Regions from separate parts of the Ovis aries genome. Here region 1 is linked to region 2. The links are chromatin contacts, called in public Hi-C maps. All regions are on one chromosome and are shown on one strand. Each heading gives the region's core, a stretch centred on a gene start, on an enhancer-like site or on the middle of the called end of the contact. The rest is flanking DNA. Distances are from core to core; before and after follow the strand shown.

Evidence for each region. A called contact is a pair of places that touch in the nucleus more often than the background predicts.
Region 1: a contact with region 2 is called in a Hi-C map of liver, with 3 times the contacts expected there. The contact joins two enhancer-like sites. A contact is called at or near these places in 2 of 16 Hi-C or Micro-C datasets (liver and mixed tissues).

What each region holds. Positions count from the first base shown.
Region 1 is chr20:41,477,627-41,482,027 of ARS-UI_Ramb_v3.0, reverse strand. No RefSeq gene overlaps it. Among named protein-coding and RNA genes, the nearest start is that of CD83, 400 kb to the left of the region's middle. Within about 2 kb of position 1,332, at least 3 of the 54 cell types and tissues checked have an H3K27ac peak or open chromatin away from gene starts, as enhancers often do.
Region 2 is chr20:41,314,766-41,319,233 of ARS-UI_Ramb_v3.0, reverse strand. No RefSeq gene overlaps it. Among named protein-coding and RNA genes, the nearest start is that of JARID2, 410 kb to the right of the region's middle. Within about 2 kb of position 2,458, at least 9 of the 54 cell types and tissues checked have an H3K27ac peak or open chromatin away from gene starts, as enhancers often do.

The DNA of each region.
Region 1 (4,401 bases), core at 83-2,582, 160 kb before region 2:
TCAACATGTAGTAGTCACAAAAAGTTATGAATGGGATATTTACCTGATTTTGGTTACGTCTTCGAATTTTAGTGTGTATTTTACACTCACAGCACATTTAATTTGGACGACCCAGATTTCAAGAACTGAATGTGTTCTTCTGTCTAGTGGCTACCATACTGAACAGCACTGGTCTAAGAGTTTCAACAGATCTGTTATAGCTTCGAGTCTTGGGCAGTGTGTGATTTTAGAGGACAGATGTTTCCTCTCATATATATTTTATTTTTTCAGTGGGGCCCATTAAAATGCCAATAAAGTCTTTTTTCCGATAAATCCTTACTGATCCCAATTCCCTGTCTCTATATATCCAGTTGTCTGCCTGAAAGGAACCTCTCTCCCTTCACCTTTCCCTATATGCCTCGAAGGCACCTACTGTTTTCTTCTTTGGTTCAAAAGGTTCTTCAGGGAACCAAAGTTGAAATGAATGTAGCCTCCTCGAATGTTCCTGAAAGGTCTGCTTTTTCCACTGTTATCATATATAGTATGGGCTTTCCCTGGTGGCTCAGCAGTAAAGGACCCCCCTGCCAGTGCAGGAGATGCGGGTTTGATCTCTGAGTGAGGAAGATCCCATGGAGGAGGAAATGGCAACCCGCTCCAGCATTCTTGTCTAGGAAATCCCATGGGTAGATGAGCCTGGTGGGCTATAGTTCATGGGGTCACAAAGAGTCGGACACAACGTAACGACTAAACATGCACAAATATACAGGACATTGCACAGCATTTACTCGAGAACATTCTGTCTTTCTTAAGAGACAGAATTACATTAAAAAGAGGGGACGTGCCTTCTCTCTTGTGTTCCCCATACTTAACACAGGAACCCACACATGGTTGCTCTTAACATGACAGCTCGGTTCCCTAAGGAGTGGATGGTCTGAGGAAGAAAGAAATGTGAGCAAGCATCCAAGGCAAGAGCCAAGGTGTCTTTCAGAACTTGACCTTGGAAGTGACACACCATCAATTTTGCCATATTCTCTTGATCACACAGATCACCCCTGGCCCAGTGTGGGAGGAGACTACACACATGTGAGTACCTGGGTGGGCATCCTTGGGAGCCATCATGAAGGACGGTGAGCAATGGAATACCCCACTGCTGGACAACAGAAACCCTGAATTCAGGCCTTGATGGCACGTAAGTCACTGATCTTAAGACCCTATGCAACTAGCAAAGCCCAGCCCTTCCTGTTCTCTCCACGCATGTTCACCTGTCACACTGACTTTGCAGCTCCGTGTCTGTGCTGTTCAATCACTTCTTGCCTGCTTCAGCGTGACCTCACATGAGTCCACCTCAGCAAGGCAGCCCTGAAGTCTGGTGAGTCAGCAACCACAACGAATGACGTGTATGGATAAATACAGTTCCATTTACTGTGACGAATGAATTCCTTTGTCCAGGTTTTTTTTCACATTTATGAAGATTTGGAAGAAATTTTGAAAGTGGAACCTATAACATCAAGGCTTTCTGCTGTTGAAAGCAATTAACCACACAGCAGTTGTAAACAAATGTAAAAAAAAAAAAAAAAAACCCAGCTGTTTCACAAGTTGGAAAATATACTGAAATTTATCTCAGTGAAGGCAACAAGATTAGTTAATAATAGTATTAATAAGTTCAAATGTTATCTGTTTTAAATTTTAATGATTGCATGGACCTATTAAAGACTTGGTAGGCAAATGTGGCGGAGAAGGCAATGGCACCCCACTCCAGTACTCTTGCCTGGAAAATCCCACTGATGGAGGAGCCTGGTGGGCTGCAGTCCATGGGGTTGCGAAGAGTCGGACACGACTGAGCGACTTCCCTTTCCCTTTTCACTTTCATGCATTGGAGAAGGAAATGGCAACCCACTCCAGTGTTCTTGCCTGGAGAATGCCAGGGATGGGGGAGCCTGGTGGGCTGCCATCTATGGGGTCGCACAGAGTCGGACACAACTGAAGCGACTTAGCAGCAGCAGCAGGCAAATGTGGTGTGAATTTCCTGAAAACTGAAAAGCAAAACAATTTTGCCACCCTACTGATAGATAAAAAAGAGTAAACAGGTCTTCCCTGGTGGCTCAATGGTAAAGAATCTGCCTGACAGTACAAGAGACACAGGTTCGATCCCTGACCCAGGAAGATCCCGCATGCCTCAGAGTAAGCCTGTGCACCGCAGCTATTGAGCCTGTGCTCCAGAGCCCATGTGCTGTAGCTACGGAAGCCCGCATGGCCCGGAGTCTGTGCTCTGGGACAAAAGAAGTCAGCGCGATGAGAAACCTGCTCGCAGCAACGAGAGAAAAAAGCCCTCCCGGCAGTGAAGATCCAGCACAGCCCCAAGTAAACAAATACAATTCGTTTTTAAAAAGACTAAAACAGGCATAATATCCACATGAAAGTACCACAGTGAACCTTCAAATGTAAATTATTAAATACATGAACATAATGAGGGATCTGAGGCCTCTGAGTCCCCCAGGTCCATATTGTGGACACTACTGGTTTGCCTACCCTAATTTTAAACAAATGTTTAAAACAGTGTTTGACCACGGCTAGTATGTAGTAAAACATGCATGTAAAAAAATTTAAAGCATGAGATTAGAAAATAAAGAGAGATCCCAGTTTTTAAAATTTCCATACCACCCTGTGAGGCTCACACTGAAAACCATTGCCTTAGACAAAACTGTCCCACACGTCTGTAGTTGGACTTGCCTGTGGGACATGGCTGGCTCCTGAAATTGGGACAGAGGGGTAGGGAAGATGAGACCCCCAGCTCTCATCTGAATGTAGACATCTACGTAGGAATTCAGTGGAGGGAAAAGTGGATTGAACTCTCATATCCCTTGGGTTTCTAGAATACAGAAGCGTGGCTGGCAGGGCTTCCCAGGTGGCGTTAATGGTAAAGAACCCACCTGCCAATACAGGAGGTGGAAGAGACACAGGTTCAATCCCTGGGTCGGGAAGATCCCCTGGAGGAGGGCATGGCAACCAGCTCCAGTATTCTTGCCTGGAGAATCCCATGGACAGAGGAACCTGGAAGGCTACAGTCCACGGGGTCGCAAAGAGTTGGACACAACTGAAGCGACTTAGCACACATGCCCTGGTTGCAGAATAGCAGTCCTGGGTGGAAGCTGGTGGAAAGAGCCTCCAGTAGGTCTCAGAGAGGAAACTGACTTGAAAGGGCTAGAATGCGAGAGAGGAGGCTGGGTGCTGGGGTGGAGGTGGAAGCGTGAGTGGATGCAGCCAACTACATCAGCTCCAGGCAAATTTACTGTGAACCTCTTGCTGTTACAATGCAGAGCTGGGCAGGGAGTGCGAGGAGGGGCGTCATTCTCTCTCTTACCCTGGAGACCTTGTCTGGAGAGACTGACAAAGGTCTCCAGAGAGGGGCTGGAGGTCTCTGCTTGAGGGATGCCCCATCCCAACAGGTCTGTTAGGGCTTGAGCTGGAAAGTCAAAGCTCAGCCACACCAGGTTAAGAGGTAACTGGTACCATCTAGACCTGCCCCAACAGCGGAACTTGTCTCTCACCTCCGAAGGGCGGCTGATGTGGGGGCTCAGGGATCTGCCTCATTTTCTCTGCTTTTGGGAGTGGAAGGGGACTGTTTTCACCAACAATGGTACCTCTAATTGCACTGCAGTGGGAAAAATATTTCCAGTTTGAGAGTGACCACCTAATGGAAATTTCCAGCTCAAGATTATTGTGTGGTCCTGGCTTGGCCAGCAATGGATTTACAAATGACTAGAACTGATTTCCAGACACATGTGAATACCCCTAGGGATTCTTAGAAAAAACTGAGAAAAGAATCCTGGAAGCAAATCATTTTTCTACAGCCAGGAAGGGTATGTTTATAACCCTGGTTTCCCTTGTATGAGCAGGCAAGTAGGAATGCAGCAGGAACTGAGGGGTAGGTTCCTGTCAACCCCCCTGACTGTCCTTCTGGAGCCACCAGATGAAGCCTGAAGACGGCGCCATGAAAATGGACAAATTCTGGCCACCTCACCAGATATCCTGCTCCTCCACAGAATAAATAATGCAACGGCAACTAGTATAATAGCTTTCACTTTAGAGCAGCACAAAAACATCTGTAGGGGAAATAAACAATCCCATGCCTTTGGCGAAAGAGTTGGACCAAGTGAGTATGGAAACCAAGTAATCAAGCTGCCGGCTTGGAGGCGCTGACACACCCATTCTCTCTCTGCCGGAACTTCACTAAAATGCAGGCAAGAAATAAAAAGGGGCTCCAAGCCACGTGGCCAAAGACACCTGAAGAGGAGACGACAGCACACAACTGATGTCAATAAAAATTGAGAGCCAAAAGGTAGATTGCAGCTGATTTAGAAGCCCAGGGAGAGCTGAAATGTAAACTTGCAGCAGAGAGAGCCAAAAAAAAAACCTGTTTCC
Region 2 (4,468 bases), core at 1,209-3,708:
GACAACAGAAGATGAAATGGTTGGATGGCATCCCCGACTCAATAGACATGAGTTTGAGCAAGCTCTGAGAGATGGTGAAGGACAGGGAAGCCTGGCATGCTGTAGTCCATGGGGTCACAAAGAATCAGACATGACTGAACGACTAAACAACAACAAATTCTGTTTTTAATACTCGTGTGTCCTTTGAAATGACTCCATTTCAGGGTCCATGTAGAAGCTTGCATAATGTTTGTTCTATATCTTTTTAAGGAAAAGATAGTCCTGTAAAAAGCAAGGAAAGGGGAAGTCCACGTCCCATGCAGCCCAATGGCTGGTTTTCATGGGGACACAAAGGGCATTTCGTGGAAGATGGGCTTGTCCTTCTTAATATCAACTTTACAGCTATGTTTTCCCTTCTCGGCTCCCCATTATCCAATAATTCAGTATAAGTCAACCTGTCATCCATCAAGCACAAGCTCCCCTTAAACCATGGGAAAGCTAGTTCTCTTTTCGAGTCTCTACTGATCTGGGTTTAATGAATTCCACACCCTACCCCTCACTGTATGAAGAAAGGCTGCTTCCCCAAAAGCACTTCAGGAATCCTGTCCTCTCCTGTTTTGTGGGCTGAGAACAGTCAGCAAAGTCCAGATGTTGTTAAAGTCACAGCCCTACCAGTGCCTCTCCACCACATTTCATCGGGTCTGCCTCCTTCCTGCCCTGTCTCCCTGCCTTTCTTCTCTCCCTGACCCCAGGCATTTCACAGTTTTCAGTTCTGGGGTTAGGATTCATTTATCCAACCTATTCTGTGCCAGGCTCTGCTGTGAAAGTGAAAGTCACTCAGTCATGTCCGACTCTTTGCAACTCCATGGACTAAATAGTCCATGGAATTCTCCAGGCCACAATACTGAAGTGGGTAGCCTTTCCCTTCTCCAGAGGATCTTCCCAACCCAGGGATTGAACCCAGGTCTCCCTCCTTGCAGGCGGATTCTTTACCGGCTGAGCCACCAGGGAAGCCCAAGAATACCGGGGTGGGTAGCCTATCCCTTCTTCAATGGATCTTCCCAGCTCAGGAATCAAACTGGGGTCTCCTGCATTGCAGGCGGATTCTTTACCAACTGAGCTCTCAGGGAAGCCCTGATACAGGCTCTGCTGTAGATCCCGGGCTTACCACACAGTCCTACTCCCATCAAACTCATGTTCTAATAGGAGGAGACAAACAGGTAAACTAACAGGTTTTAAAAAATCAAATAGAAGTAATGCTATTTGTGCAGGGGTATTTTTTAAAGACTGATGTGACAGTGAGTGAACAAGTGGATTCTTTACTAGAATGCCTCTCTGAGAAGATCACATTTGAGTTCTGATTTAACCCACATAAAGAGCAACGGGGAACATTCTAGGCAGAGGCCCCAGGCGAGCTAGGGGTAATGGGGGCAGTTTCACAGAATGGACTCAAGGCCAGTGTGGTGCAGGAATTCTGGTGATGTGGCCATCAGCGGCTATACTGTGGGGGGCTTTTCCATGCATTTGGAAATTTCTAATATCCCTAGCCTCCCCTCCCATTAAATGTCAATAAAGCCCCTGATTCTAACCACCACCACTCCCACCCACTTTTCCCGTTGCCATGTGGGCAGCTGCAATGTTGTCCAGTCAAGAAGCCCAGTGACTTAGCAATGAGCATAATTCAAAGGCGGGGGGGGTGCCTACAGGAAGGGGAGTACAGACCACACAGGCTTTGTAAGCAGGCGGATTAGTTTTCGGAGACTGCTGTGACACACTGCAAACCAGGTGGCTTAAAGACGAGACACTTACTGTCTCACAGCTCTGGAGGCTGGAAATCCAAGCTCAAGGGTCTCATAGTTGGTTCCTCCTGAGACCATGATGGGGAATCAAGAGATTCCCCATGCAAGAGCAGGCCTCTCTCCTGCTTCGTGGCCTCAGGCATTCCTGAGCTTGCTGCTGGCTTTTGCCTTACATCTTCATATAACCATCCCTCTGTGTATGTCCATTTTTGTATCTGAATTACCCCTTTTATAAGGACAGCAGTCTTATTGGATCAGGACTCTTTTAGTTATCCCATTTTAACTTGATCATCTGCAAAGATGCTATTTTCAGTAAGTTCACATTCACAGAAACTCAGGACTTCAATGTCTTCTGGGGAGGCCATAGTTTGACACATAACACATGGTAAAGACTGTGGATTTTATTCTAAATGCAACCCCTTGGAGGGTTTTAAACATGTGAGTGATGAGATCTGAGTTCTGCTTTCAAAAGATCACACGAGTTTATATGTGGAGAGAGGTTTATCCTGGATAGCAGGGGAAGAGGGATACAAGTTAGCACAGAAATCCTGGCCAGAGCTGATGCTGGCTCGGAAGATGTGTCTCAATTCCTATAGTTGGTCAGGTCTCTACAGCGTTTAGCCAGGCGTGGCCTCTCAGTGAATTGACCAGGCAATAGACACTTCTATCTGGAGAACCTCTGCTTGCTGAGGGAAAGGTCTTTGGGGACAGTCCACCCCAAGAGGTCAACTGGAGTCTGAAGACCATCAACTCCCATGTAGAGATAAGAAAATGACTTGGACAGGTTTCTGAGTGCAAAGGGCAAAATTCAAAGGTAATTTGAGCATTCTTCCAACTGTACACAGTACTAGCAATTTCTACAAGTCAAGGAACTACATCTGCCACCTTCAGCAGTCCAGGCCATAAGCAGGCAATGACACCCCTGTCTCCTCGTCCCCTCACTCCACGCCCAGGTCCACGATGGTACCTGCCAAGGCCACACACCGCCACTGTCTTTTCAAAGCTGTGCTGATACACATCCCTTCCAATGAATGAATAGCTCCACTTCAGTGAACAAAAGCAAGTTAACTCATGGACAGTGTGGGCTACCTTCCAAGATTTGTCTGCTGACAGATTAAAAAGTGTGTCAACATGGCTTTATGTTAACAAACGCTGCAAGGCAGAAACCTGTGTTTCGTTTTGCTTTGTTTTCATAGTCTCACGGTAATATTGGTGAACCCACCCCTGTATCCATACAGAGGCAGATGAACTACGGTATGTCAGCCTGGCTGGGGCACCTTTCGGGAAGGACACGGTTCAACCCATAACGCAGGGTAGTGAATTTGGATTTTATTCTAAATATAACCCCTTGGAGGATTTTTAAGCAAGTGAGTGATGTGATCTGATTTCTGCTTTCAAAAGATCACTTGAGTTTATACATGGAGAGTGATTTATGTGGAATAGGAGGAGAAGCAGGAACACTGGTTAGCACAGAAATCCAGGCCAGAGATGATGCTGGCTTGAGAGAGGGGTCCTGATCCCAGCATTTAGCCAGGTATGGCTTCTGGGGAATGGCAGCAGCACATGGACTCCTGACCATCTGGAGAACTTCTGTTCAGCGAGGACAAGTCCACCCAGGTAAACCAGAACCCAAGGACCATCAGCCTGCGTGCAGAGACCAGATAAGGACTTGGACAGATCATTGTAACAGTGTCAGCAAGTCAGCAATCAGAGCCTCACTCAGGCCAAAGGATCAGCCCGGAGGGCATTGTAGTTTCTTTATTATGCATTTTGGGGTGATGACACAGCTGTTTTAGGATGGCAACCTAACCTGTCATAAGATCCACTTTTAAGTCCCTGAATTTAAATTTCAGTATCAAAGGAGGAAGATGTCAATGGAAGGGCTGAGGGCTAGGAGAGCGATTTGGCAACTTTTCATGAAAAGTTTAAAAGTAAATAAGATATCATTTAATTATGTAACTAAGGCACTAACTCTGGGCCTTTTCTCACTCTCCACTGCCAGTGGCTGCCTATTTACAAAGAGTGATCAACTGGCTAACCTTGATTCAATGTCACTGGACAGGCAAGGGGACAGAAATACTCTAAAGGGGGGGGTCAGCCAACCATGGCCTACAGGGCAATTCCGGCCCCTGCCTGCTTCTGTACAGCCTGAGCTAAGAATGGTTCTCCTATTTTTAATAGGAGATCAAAAATCATAAGACAAATGTAACACATGAATCACATTGCATGTCACGTGAAAATTAACATTCTATGAAATTTAAGTTTCAAAGTCCATAGGTAAAGTTTTACTGAAACACAGTCATGCTCTTTTGCTTCCTTATTAACTATGGCTGTTTAAAAAAAAATAAAGTATTTATTTGGCTATGCCAGGTCTTAGTTGGAGCATGTAAGATCTAATTCCCCAAGCTGAGATCAACCCCTGCATTGGGAGCATATTCTTAGCCACTGGACTTCCAGGGCTACTTCTATGATACAACAGCAAAGCTGAGTAGCTTTGTCAGAAGCCACACAGCCTATGAATGCTGACTCTCTGGCCTCTTATAGAAAAGGTTTGCCAACTCCTCCAGAGGTTTGAGGAAGAAACCCACTGAATCCTAGTATGCGGTCACCCTGTATTTTCAATCACTCTCCTAACTCTGTGTGAATTACTGTTTTGTTTTGTTTTGTTTTTTTTCGTTTGAAAATACATA